Linked DNA regions of Mus musculus: region 1 is linked to region 2. Evidence: chromatin contacts called from public HiChIP or PLAC-seq data. All regions are on one chromosome and are shown on one strand. Each heading gives the region's core, a stretch centred on a gene start, on an enhancer-like site or on the middle of the called end of the contact. The rest is flanking DNA. Distances are from core to core; before and after follow the strand shown.

Region 1 (6,570 bases), core at 769-3,268, 220 kb before region 2:
AAAACATGCTAAAATGTAAAAGGAACAAACAAGTTGGCAAATAATGCCTGAAACATAAAGACAAGATATTAATATCCTTAATCTAGAAAGAGAACTTATAAATTAATGAAAAAAATAATTCCAATATGTTCCCAGGTAAAGACAACAAACAGAAAACACATTCATAACAAAACTCCACAGCCCAAAAGGATGTTCAAGTAGATAATAAGTGTGAAGAATATTTATTTCAGTGACTAAGCCAAGAAGAACAGCAGAACAAAGATCAGATGGATTCGGTGCACAATGCAGCAAGCTCAGAGGTGCACCCGAGTACAGCCTCATCCTACCCAGCGTCTCTTTATCTTTTCTCTCTTTCTGATGTCATTTTCTTCTGTAATGTAAACACTGCAAATTTGCCCAACTCAAGTAAATAGCATCTCACTCATGATCATGTAAGCAAGTCATTAAACTCAGGAGTACACGCACACACACACACACACACACACACATACACACACACACAATGCATGCACCCATGTACATGCGTGCTCGTGTGCACATGCACACACAGGTACACTTACACTCCTTCCCAAAAAGTCTTGAGAGGAGGAGAGGAAGTTGTTTCAGTGCAGGTAGGAAAGTCTGTAAGTGTCAGGAAGGGAGTAGAAATGACAAAAATTCATTATATATTCATATGAAACTGTCAAAGAATAAAAATATAAGGTAGTCTCTCTTGCATTGTTACGCTGTCAATTTTGAATGACATTAGTCGATATTGCTGAGGACAAATGACTCAGTTCTTGGTGCCAAGGCGTTGAGAGTCTATATTTGCTTATCCTTTTTTTTAGAAAGTCACCCATAGTCCTCCTGACTCACAATGTCACCAAACCCAACATGGTCCTAATAACTTCCTTTGTAAATGTGTGTCCTAAGCAACTGGGTACTTGAAAATGATGAGGGGAGGTCTTCGACTTTCCAGTTCTTTAATGGGGTTTGTGAAGACAGTTTGGTTTCTGTGATGCTGTCACAAAACATTGACCAAAAGTAACTTTGGGAGAAAAGGCTTTATTACAGCACCCCCAGACCTCGCAAGCCAGAGCTTGTAGCCCTGAGACCCAGTGCTCTTGGGTTCTCAGCACTGCCTGGTGAGCTCATACATAGACAAGACTGAGGACAGCTATACTCTCACAAGCACTAGGCTTTTCAAGAGAATGTTTCTGTTGCAAAGAAGGAATCTACCGTAAAGACACCCTTTATCTTTTCACATTGATTACCCAGCACTTCATTTCATTATTGTGATTGGCTGTCAGACAAAGACACACGTTATGCAGAGTTAAGGAATGAACCTGGACATCCCAGAGATTCTGAGCCCTTGCAGTGTGAAGGACATGAATCACCGAATGGCCTCGACGTTTGTTGCGGTGATAATGAAGTGGGAGATGCAACCCTCAGTGCTGAGCTCAGAGGCTGTCCATGTGATGTTCTTCATTGAGGACCCAGGGGTTCCCAATGAGGCGTGGGAAATTGTGCCTGCCAGGGGATATCTTCATTGCTCTTTCATATCTTACAGTGCATAGCTCAGGTCCCCACAGCAAAGAGGAATACCACCATAAGGCCAGTCAAGGCGAGACTGAGCCTCAATTTTATTGTGAGCTGTGACACTGTAATGGACATGAATACCCTCTTCTTTCCCAATGTGTTTAATTTAGCCCTTGTAGAGACTAGAGAAATGTAAAGGTGACCTCAGGTCCCCTCCCTGTCTCCACTCAGGACAATGGGTCAGCCATACATCAGTCAAGACAGTCCTCCCAGGCAAAGCTTGACAATATGGTAAAGAGGCTGTCATGCAACAAAGTTCTTTCCTGTACCCCGAAAGCAACAAAGACCTCCTGAAAAGCCAGTCCAGGCCAAACCACTTCTACCTGGCTTTCTGTTATTATCTGCCAATATCAGCTCATGTTCAACTGTAGAGAGGTGAGTCCAACCACAACCAAGGCCTAACTGCATTGTAGAAGCCTCTGCCCCAGCTGCCATGCCTTGTGGGTGCCGTGAGAACCCCGTAGAAGCCACAGGCTGGGAGACACCACCATTTATCTCTTCCTCCCATCACCAAGCCTGTTGGGTTGCTCTCCTTCAAAGTAGGCCAAATTGCCCTGGTAAATAAGGATAAAGACCCAGAAAGCAGCAGGCAAGCAAACACAGTTAGTTCATCTGGTCTAGACAGATAGAGGTCTGACATGCCAGCACTGCCCTAGAACCCCAAAGACTGGGGCCATCCTCACAGCTGGCACTGGGCTTGCAAAGCATTGGGGAGAATCAGAGGCATGGCATTGAAGAGGTTGTTAGAGACTGCAGGGCCACATGGAACATTCTAGAAGGTTCTGAGATCTCTTCTGCCTTTTTCCTGAACCTTCTTATTAGAGAGGGATATAAAGAAGACTTTGATGCATCCTACATCATCTGAGAGCTATCACAGACAAGACTGCTCAACCGCACTCAATAAAATGTGGCCATGCTTGTGTATACAGGGTCCATTGCAATGGAGTTTTCCACCAGAGAGAGTGTTAGAGCTTCACTCTAATTATGACTCTAAGACCTGGGAAGTGATGTCAAGGTGGAAGGGTCAATGGTGGAAAATTACCAAGAGACACCCAGTAAGGGGATCGGAGGCTCTGGCTAAAATGGTGGCAGACCAGGGTGAGAGACATTCTTAAGTCTGGTGGGACACAAGGAGAGACCCAGGTGGTAGAGTGATTTCACAGGGAAGACAGAAGGTACTCTTCACTGGACTCTTGCCTGGCACTGCACAGAGGGCCTAAGGGAATGCAGGAAGCCCAACTCAAGTCCGGCCAAGTAGAGATTCCAAGATGTGGTCTCACCACAAAGGCCGGTTGCAACTCATTCCTTAAAGTTTCCATGAAGACTCAGAGACCAAAACGAAGGCTGAGAGCTCCTCTCTGTTCTGCTTTGCTCACAGATAGCTCCACCTGGCAACTGGACACACCCTTAGGAAGCCAGAGGGACTTGAAGATGAACTCAAAACAATAACTTTGCAGTCTCCCCCAAATGCAGGTGATTCTTGTGTTTTCCCTCTGGTTGAAATTACATCCCTTCCCTACAGCACTGGGAGGAGCACACCATGGGGCTCTTTTGACACCTATACCTCACTCACCAGGTTCTTCTGGGATCCTGTCAAGCCTTTTATTTGTATGATCCCTGAAAGCTCCTGATTTCCAGCATCCTCCCCATGCCTATCTCTGCAGCATATCTGAGCACCCTAACAGTGGGCAACATTCACAGTTTATTCAGCTACCCCAACCCTAGGGCCAAAAATTGTAGAAGAAAACAGAGGTACCATCTGGCATCTCTAGCCCTCATCATTACCTAGATCCAAGGACCTATCTCCTCAGAGTCCCAAACCATCAAGCAGGCATTTGTGAGTAGGGTGGGGCTGTCCATATCACCCTGTATAATTGTACTACATATGCATGTAACACTTGATACCCGGATAGGATGAAGATTGTATGCAGGAGTAAGGTGGGGAATTTATGGCTCCACAGAGCCCATTCCACCCTGAGGACACTGTCTGGCTCGTGTGCACTCCAGCCCTGCACTCATCTGTGTTTTCTTCTCTGCAGAGATCACCTCCTCCCTCACTGATCACCCGCTTTCCCCCATGGCTCACAGTGCCCATGAGATGTCATTGTCTGGCTTGATTCTCCGTCATTGCCCCACCTCACTGTTGTTCATCTGAACATGTGCACCATTAGAGACTGTTCACCAGATTAAAAGCCAAATAAATCTATGGTGTCTCGAGGTAGCTCAATTGTCTGAATGCTTGTTACATAAGCATGAGAACCTGAGTTCAGATCCACAGAACCCAGGTAAATGGTCTCAAGTGAGGCAGAGAGAGAGAGAGAGAGAGAGAGAGAGAGAGAGAGAGAGAGAGAGAGAGAGAGAGAGAGAGATCCAAGGGCTTTACTCATAACCAGTCTAAGTGAAATGTGAAGTTCCAGGTTCAGTGTGAGAGCCTGTCTCAAAAAATAAAGCGGAGAGATACAGAGGAAAATATGTGATATAAACCTCTGGCCACTAGATGTGCATGCATGGGTGAGCACCGTCACATATACACATGCACCCCCAAATACACACACACACACACACACACACACAGAGTTATGCACACACACACACACACACACACATACACGAGTTATGGTTTGTATATGCTTGGCCTAGGGAGTGGCACTATTAGGTGTAGCCTTGTTGCAGTAGGTGTGTCACTGTGGGCATGGGCTTTAAGACCCTCATCCTAGCTGCCTAGAAGCCAGTATTCTGCTAGCAGCCTTCAAATGAAGCTGTAGAATTCTCAGCTCCTCCTATACATACTTACCTGGATGCTGCCATGCTCCCACCTTGATGATACTGGACTGAAACTTTGAACCTGTAAGCGAGCCCCAATTAAATATTGTCTTTATAAGACTTGTCTTGGCCATGGTGTCTGTTCACAGCAGTAAACACACACACACACACACACACACACACACATGCACGACGCACGCATGCACACACGCACACGTACATGTACACACACACACACACCACTGGCCAAGCAATGGAGCTGCAGAGTAGGGAACTCAGAGAGGAGTTCTGGGCTCAGCTCTGTTGCTTGCCAGGTCTGTAGCTTTCGTGCAAGTATTAACAGAGATACTCCACAATGGCTCTGGCTCACACAGGTCCTATCGGTGACCAGAGTCATCACTGTTGAGAGCCTCCATATGCATGATGGGAGATACAGCAGAGTAAAGAATTCAACATAATTACCAAACGCAAGCATAATAATAATCCAGGCGTGGTGATGATGCCCTACCGTAGCAAGTTCATGGCCACCCTGAGCTGCCTGTGTTCCTGTCTCAGTAAACGAAACAAAGAGTTTGGAACAAGCCCAGAGATGGTGGCACATGCCAGTAGTTCCAACACTTTGAAGGAGAAGGTAGAAGGCTCAGGCATTTAGGGTCATCCTCACCCACTTAGAGAGCCTGAGGTCAGGTCAGCCTTTTACATAAGATCCTGTCTCAAACAAGAATGAAAAGAGATTTTCCTTGAGGACCACATATGGAATATGGGAAGACAGGGCCCTGTGTAGTGTCCTCTGTGCTTCAAACTGTGCTACTTGGGATCTGTTGTTCTTATGCGACAGATGCATTTGACTCCGGTGGCTGAGTCATGAAGACTTGGTATGCAGGCAACACTCATTATTTCAGCTGGTTGGTGCTGTTGGTAGACATGGAAGCACCAAGATCCCATGAGACTTGAGGACTAGGTGTCCTTAGAAGTCCTGGCCTCTGATTCTGCTGGGATCATTTAAACTTAGACTAGAATTCGTCTTTACCAAACCTTTCCCTTTCATTCTACAGCTACATGGAAAAAGACCGTGTCTGATTCTTTTCCGCTTTGGCTCAACTCCCTGAGTACACTCTTGCTGTCTGCTTTAACTCTAGGGCCTCGTCTCCTTCTGGGTTCATGGTTCTTAGCCCCCTGTGCCTGGTGACCTTTCCTGGCTTGCAACATGAGCTGAGTTGTCTTCTGTATTCTCTCATTACTTGATGCTTCTGTTTGTGCAAGGAACATGGCAAGAGTGGCCTGGGTGTGTGTGTCTGCACAGACGTGAGTCTCCTGACATCTCTAGCATCAGAAGAAAAGACAAAGACCCAGAGGCTAATGCCCGAAGAGGCTAATCTCCATGTCAAACATTCCTCATTGAATGCACACTGGCTGACACAAAAACTGTGGTTAAAGATGCTAAGAGAACTGTACTAGAGGGAGATAAAGAGAATATTAAAGTGCTATGGCTGAGTTGTGGTCCAACACAGCCCTGGGCAAGGGATACACACATCAGTCCCTCCAAGGACTCTGAAGCTGTGTTTAGTCCTTTGTAGATAGGAAAACTGATGCCCAAAGAACTTAGCAGCCCAGAACAAAGTCACAAAATAGTGTTGCAAGAGTTGCGGATTCAGACCTGTCTTGTTTCCTGTATTGTCTACTCGTGCATTTTATAGGCATGAACCATGTTCTGTAGGTCCCACCCGTGGGATATCATGGGACCAACACACCTGTGCTGTGATGGACTTGCAACCTACCTGGACATAAGCAGAGGACCACAAGAATGGGACATTATAAAAGACAAATAACCCAAGAAGGACAGCCAGTGTTAGCACCATAGACCAATTCATCAGCTAGTAGTGCTGTGTAACAAATAAACCCAAAGCTAGCAGGCCTTAGACAATGATTTTAGCATGCTATTGGGTGTCTTGGATTGAGTGACTGAACAATTCAAGAAGCCCAAGCTGGGCTTGCCCGTACTTGAGTTTTTTGATGTTCATCAGACCTGGGTCGTTCATGATGCCCTCATTTTGAGTGACAAAGCACCTGTCTCAAGTTGATCTGTTCTCTCTAATAGGTTGTCCCTGGGTCCTCTGCACACAAGCCATGGCATTGTCAGGAGTCAACACGGAAGAGGCCCTCGCCCACAAGCTTTGTTAAATTGGGTGCACTGTTACTGCTCGCCCTTTATGTGTTATTTGGGTTTTG
Region 2 (6,340 bases), core at 544-3,043:
TCTGGAAGTAGGGTAGATAAATGGCTTTCTCTGGGGTACCTATTTATCTGATTGAAGCAAAGCAGGGTTGGCTACAGGATTTGGCTCTGTGTTGTGAGATAGCGGCGGCCTTTGATGGGAAGTAAAAGCCACATCAATTGGCTCTTTTGACTGCATCTGAATACTTAGGCTTAATATTCATACCTTAAAGTTTGTAGACTGGACAGAGCATCGCCGCAGGCTTCAGAAGAGTTTTCTTTTTAATATAAAATGAAGACTATTTTATTTCCTAGTGAACAGGTGAGCGTGTGATGTGGTATGCACACACTGGTAAGAAGGAGTCATGGAGAGCACACATCTAGAATTTTCCAGAAGCCATAAAGTTTGGCTCAGTTCCTAATGTAGAGGACAGAGGCATGGATCAGGAAGCAAGGAAGGGCCCAATGAAATCTTTAGACTCTTTAGAATCAGAAGGAAGAGAAGTTGTATGGTGGCCAAATGATATTAAACATCTAATATCCTGTCTGAGTGCTAAAGTAGACTGAGCAGGATCCCAGATTTTCATGGCTCCATCCCCAGAAACTCAGGAGTTTGTGGCTCAGAGAAGGCTTTGGATGGCATACTGAGTGTCTCTGAAACCCCATCCTGTCTCCCCTCACCTGGCTATGGAGGGCGAAGCTGAAGAGCAGCCTGGTCCCCTGCATGCCTGTGCCTTGGAGATGAAATCCCAGGAGCCCACCCGGGAAATCTTCTGTCACTTGTCACGGCTGCCAAATGTCTTCTACATTAGGAGGCCAGAGAGGTTGGATCAGCCTGCAAATGGGCTGGTATTTTCCAAGAGGAACACAATTACCCCCGGAACTCACAGGAGTGGGGGAGCAAAGACAGGCAACACCCAGCTTCCTACGCAAGGGGCATTTCTGGGTTGTAGCGGTAACATAAGGACATTTGGCTTGCGCCCATTCCTATAGAGATCTGTCCTCAGAGGACTGCTGGCCAAAGCCCAGTCCTTCCTCCCAAGCTCTCAGCAGTAGGTAGCACTGCCTGACTCTACAATGAGCCTGAAGAAGCCACACCCACAGGAAAGCCAGATGCCTGGCACCGGGAAAAGTTGAGGAAGTTTAGAGAAAACAAACATGGGAAATGGAGATGATGACCTTTGATAGGATGCAAAGGGTCTTGGGTCTCTATGGGCAGCAGTCATAAGTGTGAAAGCATGCCATCGCTGACGCCATTAGCCTCTTGCTTCTCTCCTGTCGCTGTGATAAAAAGTTCAGCTAAGAACATCTTAAGAAAGAAGCTTTATTCTAGCATGTGGCTCCCAGTCAGAGTCCATCATTGAAGGTAAGTTGAGGCAGCAGAAGTTTGACACCAGTGGGCAGAGAAACACAGAAGCAAAGAAGGATTGAATGCACTCACGGCTGCACTCAGCTGACTCTAGACTTCTCACACATTCGGAGACTCAAACGGAGGGATTGGTGGCACCCATTTCAGGCTTGGTCTCCTCACCTCAGTTAAGACAGTTGAGACAAATCTCCACAGGTGTGCCCACAGACCAACCGGCTCTTGAGAACCCCTCTCTGAGACTCTTCCCAGGAAACTATAAACTTTGTCACATTGACAATTGTCACTAACCACTGCCAGGAGACTGGAAGAGACAGCACATCCATCATGAAGAGTCGCATTAGCTGACTTTCAGGAGACTCTGTGACTGCAGCTGTTAAAGAGGGAAGTCCTGCCTCACAGAGAGGCATGAGGTGTGAGCTCAGAGGTGGGGGGTCAAAGGCACAGGGCAAAGGAACAGAAAGTGCCGTGTCTCCGGCTGTCACCAGTGAGCAAACCCACGTGTGGCCATGTGGGCACAGGACATCTGTAGAGAGCAATGAGTGACTGAGAGATCCTTGGCTGAAAGACAAGAAGCGCTATATTAAGTGAGGTAACCCAGGCTCGGAACGACACCAATGTTCGCTTTTCAATTTCTAGATGTGCATGCCGATGTGGGAGTGCAGGAAGCTGGATGCCAGGAAAACAGAAAAGGGCCCTTGAGAGGAGGGGGAAATGACTTTCAGCCAAAACTACCCTATATTTAAATCTCTGTAAAAGTTATGTACTCTGTATTTAAAACCTAAAAACGTCATGTTGATTGGATTAGCATCTGAACATTTATGAGGAATCTTACACTCCTGCTTGTGCTTGCTTGCAGGCATATCTTCTCTTCTAATTAGGGATGATACTGAAAATGTTGTGCTTCTCTGCATTTTTGGTTCTGTTTCCTGTTTCTATACATTTATTTATGCACAGCGACTTTCATTTTTACTTTGGTATCTTCTGTCTTTCATTAGTTCTTACTATGTGACATTAAGTCTTCTAATAAAGAATAATTCATTTTTAAAAGATTAACCATTTTAGGAAAGACAAGAAGATCCAAGGACAAGAGCCAACTATAAAGTTTATAGCGGGTGTATATGTATATCTTGTCAATCAATCTCTCAAGCCATCGATGCTGACTGTGTGTGTGTGTGTGTGTGTGTATACAAGTGTGTGTGAGTATGTGTGTGTCCTTGTGTGTGTGTGTGAGTGTGTGTGAGTGTGTGTGTGTGTCCTTGTGTGAGTGTGTGTGTGTCCTTGTGTGTGTGTCCTTGTGTGCTTCTGTCACTAGACCCCATCCACAAGTTTCAGTTCAGAGAGAATACAGCTAAGAGAGTGTGTGAAGAAGGTTGAGAGGAATACCAGGCCACGCTCTTTGACACCAGGGCTGCTAGGACTGAACTGAGTTCCCCCAAATTCTTGTACTGAGGTCCTTCCTGCTCCCTGCATGCACTGTATCTTTGTAAGGAGATAACTCGGGTTAAATGATTGTGAACGGAGAGTCCAGAGCCCATAGAATCAATATCTTTTCCTTTTAACCGATGTCAGAGATCAACCTTTGTCTTTCCGTGGTGACAGCATGCACAGAGAAGCCCACAAGCCAGGAAGAGGACTTGACCAGAAACCACACTGCAGTTCTGTGATCTGCCTGTGGATGTGTAAATAGCCAGAGTCTATCCATGACGGACTCCTCCATGCCCACTCCCAGACCACGGCCCTTATGATAGCTCTGAGGTAATTAAAACAGGGGGAAGAAGGAAGTCAGGGCCCAGGAAGCTATAGATAACTGAAGGAATTATGGCAACAAATAAAAGGATTATGGGAAGGGTGTGGGGCCAAAAGAGCAGCAGTGATGACCTCAGACAGACGAAATCTGCTCAATGGGTCATCTGGGAAGACATGGTGCACACAGAGAACTCTGGGAACATCTGGTGCAATATATCCCATTACTCTGTGTATTTCATCAGGAAGCCAGTGTATGCCTACCCAGAGTCACTGAACAAGCCAAGCCCCCTTCCTGAAGCATCTGGCTAATATCCTGTCTCCCATCCTCAGTGGTTGATGGCTCTCAGGTAGTCTCTAGGGCAGCCTTACTGGTTGTGTCAATACATCTTGTCTGTGATGCCGTTTGGGTATCTTTTTCTACAGCCATTCTAGGTGTTGATTCTGTGAGGGACCCATGCTTTCTTAGGAGGGGTTCTTTACTCTTGGTATGTATGTGGAATAACACTAGAGGATCATGGGTGCTGATCGCATCAGCGCCAAGTTTCAGACTTCTTGTCTCAAGTCTTCAAGTTCCTCAAATTCCTCCAGGAATTAAGCTGCGTTTACTTCACCTTCAAATCACCAGATACTGTGTGTGACCTGTCACAGAGAAATAGTTATTGACATTTATAGCATGGTCAAGGAAGTAAAAGAAAGTGAGCAGGAAAAAAAAGGGACCAGGAAGGAAAAAGGGACCAGGAAGCTTAAACCAGGCTCTTCACCTTCTGGAATCATTCTCTGGAATAACAAGAAACAAAACCCAAAAAGATTGGGTTAAAATTATGAAATTATGTCTGTATTGTGTGCTGTGTGTGTGTGTGTGTGTGTGTGTGTGTGTGTGTGTGTGTGTGTGTGAAAGAAAGTTATCTTGCCTTTAGTTTATGTGTGTTTTCATGTTATGAAGAGTTATGAAGATTCTACTGATGGATTACTTCCTGATTTTTTTTTCAACACCGTATCTACTCAGAATTTCCTCCTTACTATAACTTATAATTTCAAACAGGAAGGTGAGATGGTTAAGTAAAAAATAAATACCATAATTCGAGGTAGGCTGAGACTGTGAGATGGCTCAAAGATGCTGGCTACACAAGCATGAAGACCTTGACCTCTGGACCCATGGTAGAAGGAGACAACGAACTCCAACCACTTATCCTCACATCTCCACACATGCACTGTGAACACACGGACCCTCAAGCACACACGGAGACATACTCATGATAAATAATATAAAAAATAAGCAGGAGGATGGAGAGATGTAGATTGGACTGGCTGAGTGGCCTGGACCATCTTACTGACCTTTTAGCTCACTTCCCATCTATAGAATGAGTCCTTCGATCTTCTCAGAAACATTTGCTGTAAAAATATTTTACAAATGCCAAGAGGACCTTCCAGCAGGATGATGGCAGCATCTAATCCCTGAAGTTAATGATTGGTGGGTTGAATAGGTTTGGCTCCCATAGGGAGTGGTATTATTAGGAGTTGCGACCTTATTGGAGTAGGTGTGGCCTTGTGGAAGGAAGTGTGTCACTGTGGGGGAGGGCTTCAGGTTTCCTAGTGTTTAATCAGCCCCTATTTGTGGGAATAGCTGCCTGCTGGCTGCCTGTGGAAGACAGTCTCCTTCTGGTTGCCTTCAGATCCAGATGTAGAACTCTCAGCTCCTTCTCCAGCACTATATCTGCCTGCGTGCTGCCATGCTTCCCACTATAATGATAATGAACTAAACTTCTGAAACTGTAAGTCAGTTCCAATTAAATGTTTGCCTTTCTAAGTGTAGCCTTTATCATGGTGTCTCTTCGCGTCGATGAAACCCTAACTAAAACAGAAGTTCGTATTGCTGTGATAGACCTGACCATGATTTTGTTTGGAGGAATGTGGATTTTGGAACTTCGGATTAGTACAGCAGTGGAATGCTTTAAGTTGAAATTAATAGGTCATACGTGTAGGAACATGGAAGACAATTGTACCGAGGGTGATTTGAACTGTGGGGACCTGGCTCAAGAGATTTCAGAGGAGAAGTATTTTAGCTTGTTGCCTGGAGATTGTTCTTGTGATATTTTGGTGAAAAATGTTGCTGCTTCTTGGCCTTGGAGCTTGCCTGAGTCAAAAAAAAAAAAAAAAAAAAAAAAAAGGAGAGAGAGAGAGAGATTTAAATGATTTAAATTAATTATATTAACAAAGGAAATCTCAAAAACAAAAGTCTAACTCAGACCTTGTCCTGTTGTTCACTCTCATAAGACTGTTTTGATAACGTCTAGCAAGCTTAGTAAGGAAAACTACAAAATATACGGCTCAAGCATTAAAGGAGCACCAGGAAGTGGAATGGAGCTGAATTCTGTGTTCAAGACTATTAAATGAATTAAGGGAGTGGTGACCTTGGGGACCTTGGGGCAAGATCCCAGACAGTTAAGTTTCTTACCTCTGTGATTGAACAGGGGATACTTGCATCGTGTTAGGCATTGTTTTGCCCTGGTTGCTGTTTTCATTTGGACACAAGGATATATGATTGTACGTCAAATTGACAAGGGAGGGAATTGTGATGGCTACCCGTGGTTGTTAATTTGACTATATCTGGAATGAACTACAATCTAAAACTTAAAAAGATCCTGTGAAAAGGAAGTAAATATCCAGCCATGGTGGTACACGCCTTTAATCCCCAGAGACAGAGGCAAGCAGATCTCTGAGTTCAAGGCCAGCCTGATTTAGAGCAAGATCCAGGTAAGGAAAAGCACATGTTCGGGTGTGGTGATACTCAACTTTAATCCTGGCACTCAGGAGACAGAGGTATGCAGATCTCTGAGTTCAAAGTCAACCTACAGCACAAGTTCCAGGGTAGTCAAGCAATAAGGGAAATCATTGAAAACAGAAAAATGGGAGAGATGTAACTAGAACAACGGGGCCATGTTCCAGCCCCTGCAAGCAACATAACTTGGTAGCTTCAGCCAGATGGATCTCGCTTTAAAGTCAAGAATAGAAGGAATTACTGGGATAATTGGTGCTGGTTAGCTGGAGCTAAGAAATTCACTGTGATTGAAAAGAGACCAGCATCACTGGGGTGAAATCTTCTGGAAAGTGTTTTCTGAGAGCACAAAGAAGCTGTACTCCAGAGGAAAGCAAGGTTGCACCTCATCCTGGCAGCTAGGATTGGTAAGAGTCATTCAAGTGGACTGGTTTTAAAGGGATGAAGGAATCAGAAAACAGCTGAGGCTTGGCATTATGAGAGCCCAAGAAA

Evidence for each region. HiChIP or PLAC-seq counts read pairs in DNA pulled down with a chosen protein or histone mark.
Region 1: a contact with region 2 is called in an H3K27ac HiChIP or PLAC-seq map of T-cell acute lymphoblastic leukemia, with 2.5 times the contacts expected there. The contact joins two enhancer-like sites. A contact is called at or near these places in 1 of 484 Hi-C or Micro-C datasets (nephron progenitors) and 2 of 115 datasets of contacts at active chromatin or transcription factors (the SCID.adh cell line and T-cell acute lymphoblastic leukemia).

Annotation. Positions count from the first base shown.
Region 1 is chr12:106,797,894-106,804,463 of GRCm38.p6, reverse strand. No RefSeq gene overlaps it. Among named protein-coding and RNA genes, the nearest start is that of Gm52000, 11 kb to the left of the region's middle. Within about 2 kb of position 2,018, at least 8 of the 459 cell types and tissues checked have an H3K27ac peak or open chromatin away from gene starts, as enhancers often do. A contact at or near this core is called in the SCID.adh cell line and T-cell acute lymphoblastic leukemia, where this site is marked.
Region 2 is chr12:106,578,579-106,584,918 of GRCm38.p6, reverse strand. No RefSeq gene overlaps it. Among named protein-coding and RNA genes, the nearest start is that of Gm32935, 53 kb to the right of the region's middle. Within about 2 kb of position 1,793, at least 9 of the 459 cell types and tissues checked have an H3K27ac peak or open chromatin away from gene starts, as enhancers often do. A contact at or near this core is called in the SCID.adh cell line and T-cell acute lymphoblastic leukemia, where this site is marked.